2 separate regions of the Ovis aries genome follow, and region 1 is linked to region 2. The links are chromatin contacts, called in public Hi-C maps. All regions are on one chromosome and are shown on one strand. Each heading gives the region's core, a stretch centred on a gene start, on an enhancer-like site or on the middle of the called end of the contact. The rest is flanking DNA. Distances are from core to core; before and after follow the strand shown. Region 1 holds the start of MAPKAPK5 (MAPK activated protein kinase 5). Region 2 holds the start of TMEM116 (transmembrane protein 116).

What was found. A called contact is a pair of places that touch in the nucleus more often than the background predicts.
Region 1: a Hi-C map of liver shows a contact between it and region 2, with 5 times the contacts expected there. The contact joins the promoter of MAPKAPK5 here to the promoter of TMEM116 in region 2. A contact is called at or near these places in 3 of 16 Hi-C or Micro-C datasets (blood, hypothalamus and liver).

What each region holds. Positions count from the first base shown.
Region 1 is chr17:62,431,628-62,436,796 of ARS-UI_Ramb_v3.0, reverse strand. MAPKAPK5 (MAPK activated protein kinase 5) reads left to right here and starts at 3,753. Exons shown (of 13, transcript XM_042234068.2): 1 at 3,753-4,285. The coding sequence starts at 4,250. It overlaps LOC105602913 (a long non-coding RNA gene), which reads right to left and starts at 3,460. Exons shown (of 11, transcript XR_009597052.1): 1 at 3,258-3,460; 2 at 3,063-3,151.
Region 2 is chr17:62,283,422-62,288,373 of ARS-UI_Ramb_v3.0, reverse strand. TMEM116 (transmembrane protein 116) reads right to left here and starts at 2,700. Exons shown (of 11, transcript XM_027956606.3): 1 at 1-2,700. ERP29 (endoplasmic reticulum protein 29) reads left to right here and starts at 2,939. Exons shown (of 3, transcript NM_001126354.1): 1 at 2,939-3,076. The coding sequence starts at 2,939.

The DNA.
Region 1 (5,169 bases), core at 2,504-5,003, 150 kb before region 2:
GAGGAGAGGACCCTAAAGGAAAAAAAAAGTGGATATATAAATTAAAATTGTGATAAGTACAAGGAAGTGAATTATGAGGTAATATAGATACTTGATTTAGACTGAACCAAGGGTCAGACCTTGGTTGAGATGGTTGGATGGCATCACCGACACAATGGACATGAGTTTGAGCAAGCTCTGGGAGCTGGTGATGGACAGAAAAGCCTGGTGTGCGACCATGGGGTCACAGAGTAGGACACGACTGACTGACTGAACTGAACTGAAGGGTCAGGCCTGGGGCTTCCCAGGTGGCTCAGTGGTCAAGAATCTGCCAGCCAGTGTAGGAGATGCGGGTTCAGTCCCTGGGTTGGGAAGATCCCCTGGAGAAGGGAAAGAAAACCCATTCCAGTAGTCTTGCCTGAGAAATCCCATGGACAGAGGAGCCTGGTGGGCTACAGTCCAAGTAGTCACAAAGAATCGGGCACAACTCAGTGACTAAGCACACAAACACACGAGGGTGAGGCCCAGTCTTTCTGATGAATTAATATTTAGAATGTGGTTGAAGAGCGTGTAGGAATTGGCCTCTGTGTGCTCAGTAAGGAGAGTAAGCTTCTAGATAGAGGGACAGTGTGTGCAGATGACAGATGTTGAGTTTAGCTGTGAGACTCAGAGTGCATAAGGCTTGGGCCTCCTCTCTGCATCTCTACTGTGTAGCATGGAAATTCTAACTGAAAGAACCAAAGAAACCAAGGCACCTTCTATTTCCTAACTGTCATAGATAATGTTAATCCAAGTCATTTCAAAATTTTCTCCCACAGTTCACTGCAGAATCACTTTCTTATTTGTGTTAGAGAGAACAGGCAAAGCTGCTGTAACAAAAAGCTGTAAATACATGAAAGCTCAACATAAGAGATTTTTTTTCTTCTTCTTCTTCTTTTATATAACAATCCTGAGAGGATGCTGAGGTCAACAGGGCAGAGTTCTCTTCCACCCAGATATCCTCCATCTTAAAAGTCTTGCCTTCTCCAGAACCTGGTCATCATCTTCCAGCTGGCAGAGTAAGTGAGAGCATCTGTTGACAGATTTTCCAGGCCAGGCCTGGATACGTGCACGTCTTCTTCTGCTCACTTTCCTTTGGGGGAGAGCATAGACACATGGCCATACCGACTTTATGGGGTGTGGGGAATGTCCTGTAGGCGTATGGCCAACAAAGAGGACAACTATGTCTGCACCGCAAAATATATCCCATTATGTGTCTACTTCTCTGGTACATTCCTCAAGAACCTCAAATTAACCAGATAAAAAAGAACTCTGGATTTCTCACTCTCATCAAGTCTTTCATTCACCAAATGGCACCACCATCTATGCAAGTTGCATAAGGTGGTCTCCTAAAAGTTATTCTTTTTTTAAAGTATTTATTTTTATTGCTTTTATTTGGCTGCCCTGGGTCTTAGTTGCCACATGTGGGATCTAGTTCTCTGGCCAGGGACTGAACTCGGACCCACGGTATTGGGAGTTCAGAGTCTTAGCTACTGGACCACTAGGGAAGTCCTGAAAATTATTCTTGACTTGTTTCTTATTCTCATCTTCCTCATGGAGTTCTTCAGGAAGTCCTTTCAACTCCACCTCCAAAACATCATAAACCAATCTACTTTATGGCCACTGTCTTAGTTCAAGCATCATAATAATCTGGGCTATTCCAACAGCCTCTTAATAACTATCCACGTCTCCACTCACTTGTCCATATTTAATTCTCCATACAGCAGAGTCTTATCTTTAAAAACATAAATTTGATCAGACCCCTCTTTAGTTTAAAACCTTCTAGTGGCTTAGAATAAAATCCAAAGTTCTCACCATGACCCCTAAAGGTGTATATCAGCGGTCCCCAACCTTTTTGGCACCAGGAACCACTTTCTAGGAAAGAATTTTTTCTACGGACCAGGGTAGGGGAGAGGGGATGGTTTCGGGATGGTTCAAGCACATTACATTTCCTGTGCACTTTGTTTCTAATATTATATCAGCTCCATCTCAGATCAGGCATCAGATTCCAGAGGTTGGGGACCGCTGGTGTAGATGATACAACCCTCTTCACCTTTCCAACCTCATCCTTTACCATTCTCTCCTACTCTCCCTGCTCCAGCTACAATGATTGTGCTGCTGCTTGACCACATTTACCTAGCTTCTACTTTAAGACTTTTACAACTGCTGTTCCATCTGCCCAGAAAGCGACCTGGATCTCCAGTAGACAGTTCCTTCTCATTTATCAGAGGTCTCAGCATCAGGGTTGCCACCTGGGAGACCTCTTCTGATCCTCTATTTGAAAAGTTCCCACACCCAGTTAAATTCTCTTACTCAGCATTCTGTTTACTTTCTTAGTATCCACAAACTATGCTTTTCTTTCTTTACTTTCTGCTTCTCGCTCTCTCTCAAAAAAAAAAAAAAGATCCATGTGCTGGTACTGTGTCTTTTTTTCTACTTTTTCCCCAGGGTCGAGTAGGCCTGGCACACAAGTGGTGCTCAGTAAATAAGTGAACAAATGAAGAACCATCAAGAGGTGATTAACCAAATGCTCCTGCAAGGTTCTGATAGGCTGTTGGTATAGCCTGGCCTCTCCACCCTTCTTCCCCACCCCTAGCCGCCCGTCCCCTTGCCCAGGAGAGGTTTGGCAGAAGAGCAGCCGCATCTGGTGAGGCCCTCCTCTCTCCCACGGAGCTATGGGAGCCTGAACTTGCTGGCTACTCCACTTTCCGAAAGGGAAAGATACCCAGCCTAAATGCCGACACAACGAGGAAGAGCGGAGCGGAACGAGCCTTGGGGTCAGAGATCTGGGGGGCCCCTGCGGCACAGTTGGTTCCAGAGCCCCCAGGCCGACCCCCTGAGCTGTAGGCTGCTCCCCGCTGCCGGGGCCTAGGGGCTGCAGGGAGGGAGGGCCTGCACCCAGTTCAGCATTTGGTCCGCAGATGGGATGCTGACAGGCAAAGGCTTTAGCGTCCGGCTTTCGTTGATTACTTGTTTTCTCGAGCCAAGCATTAAAAAAAAAAAAAAAAAAAGTCATCTGTGTTGGTAGAGTAAGGAGCACAAACCTGCGTTCCAGTTCCGACTTGACCACTTCTCAGCTGTCCGCAGCTGTGCGCAAATGAGTTTTGCTCTCCGACTGCCTCAGTTAACTCACCTGTTAACAGGGAACAAGAACACACTTAGCTCAAAGGGCCAAATGCCTATTTATAAAGAGGAGAGAAACTAATGGAAGAAAAGAGCCGCACGTAAAGTAAACGCACCGTATATATACAACTATTGTTGCTATTATTATATATAGAACTCTTGTTACCGCCGGACCCGCCCGGAGCCTCAGTTTCCGCGCCTCTATCACTAGTTGTTTATCTCCGGATCTTTCCGTAGGGTAGAGCCCGCGCCAGAAGCCCTGCCCGCGGCGCAGAGACAAACTAGTTTGTAGTGCCACCCGCAGGCACTAGAGTCAGCTGGTGAGGGCCCGTAGCCCCGCCCCGCCGGCCGCGACCCCTTTACGTCATCAGCTCGGCGCCAGCGCTGCGGAGGGCCCCGGGGCCTGTCCTGGGTGTGGCGCCACCTTGGGGAGGCCTTGGCGGATGCCTGCAAGTCGACTGCTTGGTTCGGGGGCGGCTCGGAAACCCCAGCGGACCGCGCCGACGGGCGTGTGGAGCCGTGGGGACACGAAGTCGGGCGACAGGAGGGGCGGCCCGGAGCTCAGGCGGGGCACAGCGCCGGCAGGCGGGCGGCCGGCCGGGCTGCCCGGCGCTGGTGTCCCGGCGATGTGTGGTGCTGAAGCGGCAGCGGGAGCAGCAGCAGCGGCAGCGGGCTCGGCCTCGGCTTCGCGGCGGTGCCGGCGGCGGAGGCGGAGGCGCAGGCTCCTCATCAGGACCTGGCGAACCCGGGCCTAAGCGGCGGCCCCGCGAGGCCCCGACACAGCGCCCCTGATCGGGGCCTTCCCCGCCTCGCCCTGCCCCGGGAGCCTGCCTCCCCGGCCGGGGATGAGGCCGGGAGGCGGCCGCGCGGGGCCCAGCACAAAGACTTGTTCCCGGGGGCCGCTGCTGCTGCCGCCGCCAGCCTAGAGCCGCCTGCCGAAGCCGAGCCGGCGCCGGGGCCCTCGTCCCCTCAGGTCCCTGGGGGCGGCTGCTGCCCGTCTCCCCGAGACCCAGGGCCCCGAGCGCTGAGCCCCTTGTTCCCCCGGCTGCGGTGGGATCGGGCAGCTGCGCAGCCTCCGCTGCTCCCGGCCTTGCGGGCCCCGCGGAGCATGTCGGAGGAGAGCGATATGGAGAAAGCCATCAAGGTAAGTTGGGGGAGATGCCTCCCCGCTTTGTCTCTTTGGCATTCCTCTCGGCTTCAGCCTCAGAAAGCGGAGAGAACTTAGAGATTCCAGCAACTCTGGCTTTCAGTTCCGTGGGTTCCAACTTCTGGGTTCCGTGGACTGCGTTTTACAGCGCTGAGGGCAAAGGGTTTGTGGAATGGGCAGGGGAGGGACGTCCGGCTCCCTCCGACTTAACCTGCTTAAAGCGGGGATGTGATTTGTACTTCCCTAGGATGGAGGGTGGGTGGCGTGGCTATACTTGGTGCGAGTAGCACGTAGGGCGCCCTGCTACTCTCTATTCGATCACTCTCCGAGTACCATCAGAATTTGTTTTCAGGTGATCTGCTGCAACGAGTTGGATCTTACCCCTCGCTCCAGATTTGTTTGAAATCTGCAGTTTCAGCAGGTGCTTCACCTTACAAAACCTGCCCTTTGGCAAATAGGTTGTTTTCACTTTTCCGTGTGGTTCCTCCCCTTTTCCTGTTTCCTTTTCCTTCTTCTCCTGGGGGGCGTTGAGTTTATTTAGGAGGAGCTAATGGTTTCCTGTAACGTACTGCTCTGTTAACCAAAAAAAAAAAAAAAAAAAAGCAAATATGTGTGTTCCAAAGTGGCCCAAATAAAATGACACATTTTGAAAAAAAAAAACCCGCTTTTTACTTTTTTTTTTAAACAGGCGAACATTGAGGCAGTAAGTCACTAGGAGTCAGAAAGTTACCATTCAGCTGTATTGAGGAAATTAAGTTTCTTATGTAAACTGAACACTGAAGCTTAAAGTTTGATATGTATTACTTATTTTACAGTACTAAGTCAAATCTGTGCATTTAGGAATTTCATTTTCCCTTGAGGGATAGGCAACTCAGGGTTAT
Region 2 (4,952 bases), core at 1,451-3,950:
AACAAAGAGATCAGTGAGATTGGGGGGTCATCAGCTTGATGATGTTAGGAAAAAAAGATGGGAGAATTTATATATTAGTTGTCTCAGTAAACCATGTCCTTTTCCTTCCTTCTTATTTCACTAAACCAACATGCCTTGCCACCTCCTCCTTCCTACCTCCATACAATACCCAGGGTGAGCCTTTTGATTTTCCACAAGCATCAACTGGGATTTTATGACTTCCTAAATATGGAGACTTATACTTGGCTTATTGGTATAGATGATGGTTGTCAAGGTCCTGAAGCCAAGAAATCTAATTATATCATGAGGTAACTAACTGGGACCAGTGCACTATAGAAAGGGAGCTTAATACAATTACTATATGTTTGCAGTTCATAGGAAAAGTACTAGTGTTTCCCTTTCCTCTCCAACCAAGCCACTTCTTTCACTTTTTTCAAAACCCACTTCTAAGTGAATCGTGACTAGAAAGTCACTCCTGATCAATCATACTAACTACCACAGATGTACTCTAGGCATTCATATACTCAGAAGTGGATAATAGCTCCTTATTGACTACAGGGGGCTTCCCTGGTGGCTCAAACATAAAGAATCTGCCTGCAGTGTGGGAGACCTGGGTTTGATCCCTGGGTTGGGAAGATCCCCTGGAGGAGGGCATGCCACCCACTCCAGTCTTTTTGCCTGGAGGATCTCCATGGACAGAGGAGACTGGTGGCTACCAGACATGAGGTCACAAAGAGTCAGACTTGACTACGTGACTAAGCACACAAGCACACATTGACTACAGGACAAAACAGCATTTGATTTTCAAGATTCTCCCCTAACTGAGCTTAAAACTGTCTTAACTTTCTGTTTCAAGAACTCCTTCAAGCCAAGCCAGTCATTCCCCAAAGCATCCTGCTCATTACAACTTCTCCTTTTTAATCTGTTCTTCATCTAAAACATTTTTTCTTCTAAGGCTTAACTCCATTTCCACCTCCTACACGAAGACTTTTTAAACCACCTCACAGTAATTATCCCTTCCTCCAACTTCTATTCATTTGTCTATGTGGCACATTTTATTTAATAATTTACCAGGGAAAACTCAAAATGTTTCTGAACCTTCCCAACACACATACAGAGGGTTCTCTCAAAATTTCTATCAAAACTGGCCATCCAAGATTGGCTATTATCTTTGATGACTCTCTTATACATACATATATACATACACACATTTATTGGACACCTGCAGTGGTTACTCCAGGCTTCCCAGGTGGCTCAATGAGAAGACTCCACCTGCCAAAGCAGGAGATGGAGCACAGAGGGGTTCGATCCTGGGTTAAGAAGATCCCCTGGAGAAGTAAATGGCTACCCACCCCTATACTCTTGCCTGGAGAATCCCACGGACAGAGCAGCTTGGAGGGCTACTGTCTCTGGGGTGGCAAAAGAGTTGGACGTGACTCAGTGACTATACAACAACACAATGGTTAATCTGGTGCTAAGCCCCTTATAATGTGTTATATAACTTATTCTTTTATCAGCACATCCATTTGTTCATCAAGTCTTGTGAATTCTACTCTATAAAAGTTTCTCAATTCCATCCTCATCTTTTCATCTTTACTGTTAGGATCTATTACAGGATCTTAGTCTCTCCCACCAAGCTACTGCAATGAATTTCCCTGCCCTCAGCTTTCTGCCTTCCAATGCACCCCCTTTATTGCTGAGTGACGGCAAATCTAAGTCACTCTCCTGGATAAAAGCTCTGGTGGCTCCAAACCTCTTATCTTGATAAGACCCTTAACAACGCAATCCCCGTTTACCGCCACAGATTCATTATACTTTCCCTCTTGCTAGAAATACTCTTTGGTGTTTGCCTTGTAAACACCTCTTTTTTCAAGACCCAGCCACCAGAGGGTTTCCCATCCAGAACTTTCTTTGGCACTCCTGGCTGACTGAATCTCCATTTGTGTTTGCACGAAATTAACAGTCTTATTTTCTACCAATTACATTATAATGGTTATAAGGCTATTTCCGTGTCTCCATCTCCCACCAGTGAATCTGTTCAGTACACAGCTCTGCATTCTGTATTCCCGCGGGCAAAACCAGGATATGGTGCAAACTACCCTGAACAAACACCGGTTGAAGACAATTACTAGAACTTTCAAAAAAATTTTCAGAGCGCCTAGGACATAGGTAGACCTATGTCACATGTCAACTTTCAAGGAAGCCTATTTTTATAGGAGCCCAGAGCCTCCCTGGTGAGGCACTAACCACAGAGCAGGCCTAATATCGGATTTGGGCAGCGGCAGGAAAGGCCTGACCGCCACACTGACGAAGAGTTGAGTCTCACTGTCCAACTGCGGTCGCGGCTGAGGGAGCGGACTGTGACTGACTGAGGAAAATTCTGGGCCACCTGACGGAGGGTTTGTTGCAGTCATACTGCCTAACAAAGTAGCAAGAGGTCCCAGCCGACTGCCTGACGGGCTAGAGGCAGAAACAAATGAAGGCCTGCCTCATCGCCTTCGAAAAAGGAGACAGCAAACGAAAAGTTGCAGACACGCCAAACACCAGCTTCTGGCCGCGCCTCAGGCGTAGGATGAGCGGAAAAGGCCAGGTGGATGGCCAACCTCGCAGAGTACGCGTGCGCAGCAGACTCTCCGTCTCCGCCGCCGCTTCCTCATCCTCTCCCCCAGCCTCCCCGGCACTGCCGTCCGTCCTCCTCCCCCCCTACGCGGCCCCGCCCTCTCACCCTCGACCTGCGCGGACTTCGCCGAGTGCGCACGCGCGGCAGCTCCATTTCCCCGCCCCTCGCGTGGCTCCTCCCTCTCAGCCTAGGCTGGCGTGTGCCTGGTGGGCTGTACACGTGCGCGCACCCGAGCCTGCCCGCCTAAACTTTGTGGTCCCTGGCTCGGCGTTTCCTCCACTGCAGCCTTCCCAGCACCTACTGCCAGAATCCGGCGTTATGGCTGCCGCCATTCCCCGCGCCGCTTCTCTCTCCCCATTATTTCCACTTCTCCTGTTCCTCCTCTCCGCTCCGCAAGACAGCAGTGGCCTGCACACCAAGGGCGCCCTTCCCCTGGATACAATCACTTTCTACAAGGTAAAGGGGCCGGGAATCTAGCGCGCAGGTGCAGCCAGACCGCCCAAGGGAGCGCGCACCCTTGAGGGGACGCAGGGGACTGACAGCTGGCAGGAGGTGGTCTGTGGCGACGGTCCGGGGACTTCCCACCGTCCTGTAGGACTGATGGACTCTGGGCCCAGACCGTATCCTGACCATAGAGCATACGATCTAGGGTCCCCAAACACGTTTGCAGTATTTGCATTTGCTTCCTCTTTTGCTAAAGTATTGCGGAGATGCAGCCTTCCAGTCGCCTAAGGGAAGAGGGCGGTGCCGGGCGAGATCCAATCCTTGAGTCCCAAGTTGGAGAACCGGAGGGCGGTGCGAGGCGGATGCCACCAAGCTCCAAGCGCAGCTTGTTAGCCTGCGTTTCAGCGCCTCTCTCGCGTTGGCTTCCATTGCAACCACTGTATAGATATTCTGCGTCTCCTTAAAAAGTGCAGGTTTTAAGAATAAGTTTCGTTTCGTCCACCCTGTAGTGAATGTCTTGGGCCTGGTGACAGATAAAATCGGGTCGAGACATGGAAGGATTTGCCTCTACCCCTGCCTCCATATTTACAGAATTGGGGTCTTGGCCTGGGTAAATGGACGTTAGGAATGTTGAAGGCTGAATGCAGTCCCTGTCCTCTAATTTTGCACCCACTGGCACCTTTTTCGAAGAAGGCGATGGCACCCCACTCCAGTACTGTTGCCTGGAAAATCCCATGGACGGAGGAGCCTGGGAGGCTGCAGTCCATGGGGTCGCTAAGAGTGGGACACAACTGAGTGACTTCACTTTCACTTTTCACTTTCATGCATTGGAGAAGGAAATGGCAACCCACTCCAGTGTTCTTGCCTGGAGAATCCCAGGGACGGGGGAGCCTGGTGGGCTGCCGTCTCTGGGGTCACACAGAGTCGGACACGACTGAAGCGACTTAGCAGCAGCAGGCACCTTTTTAATCTCGCCCATTGTGATGGGCAAGCTGAGTGTTGAGAGAGAGCCAGTCGTTTTATTTTCTTAACTTGTACCCATTGCTGGGAAGTGAAACCAAGAAGTGGAGCTCTAAATCTGTCTCAGTTGGTTGAACTCAGTATTTTTGAAAGGGTTCCCTGTTGTGGAGTTGGCACCTGTGGCTCTTTGAATGCAAAGTTTAAAAATTCAAAAGTGTAGGTATGACCAGTTGGTTGTCAGGCACACCCCCACAGCACCCTTTGCTTTGGGGGCCTTTCTTGGCAAAGGGAACCCACTACCACCCAAACATGGATATGGGATAACATCACAGACCAAATGTGACTTAGAGGGAAACTTCGCACTGTTAATGGTAGCAGTATTTCCTCATCTATTAGTGTATTTCCATCTTTATAGCTACCACCCTAGTCTAGGCTATATCTCAAGTAGTTTCCTCACTAGTCTGCAGATTTCCACTCTGGAGCCTCTCAGTCCACTCACACAGTAGCTGAATTCCTGCATGATCTGATCCCTGCTTCCCTCTCCTTTCCTCAAACCTTAACAATTCACCTCTTTGCCCCCTCTGCTTCAACCACACTTGCCGTGCTCTGTCCTCTGGCTATTCCTAGCTCCTTATTGCCTTAGGCCCTTGTACTTGCAGTTCTTTGTGACTAGAACATTCTTTGCTCAATCTTTGAAAGGTTGGTTGCTGCTCTTCATTCAGGCTTGGGTTAAATGTTATCTTTTCAAATTACCTCCACCCCCTCCATTCCAGGGGTTTTTTCTGATGGCTCACACAGGAAAAAATCTGCCTGCAGTGCAGGAAACCTGGGTTCCATCCTGGGTCGGGGAGATCCCCTGGAGAAGGGAATGGCTACCCACTCCAGTATTGCCTAGAGAATCCCCATGGACAGAGGGTCCTGGCAAGCT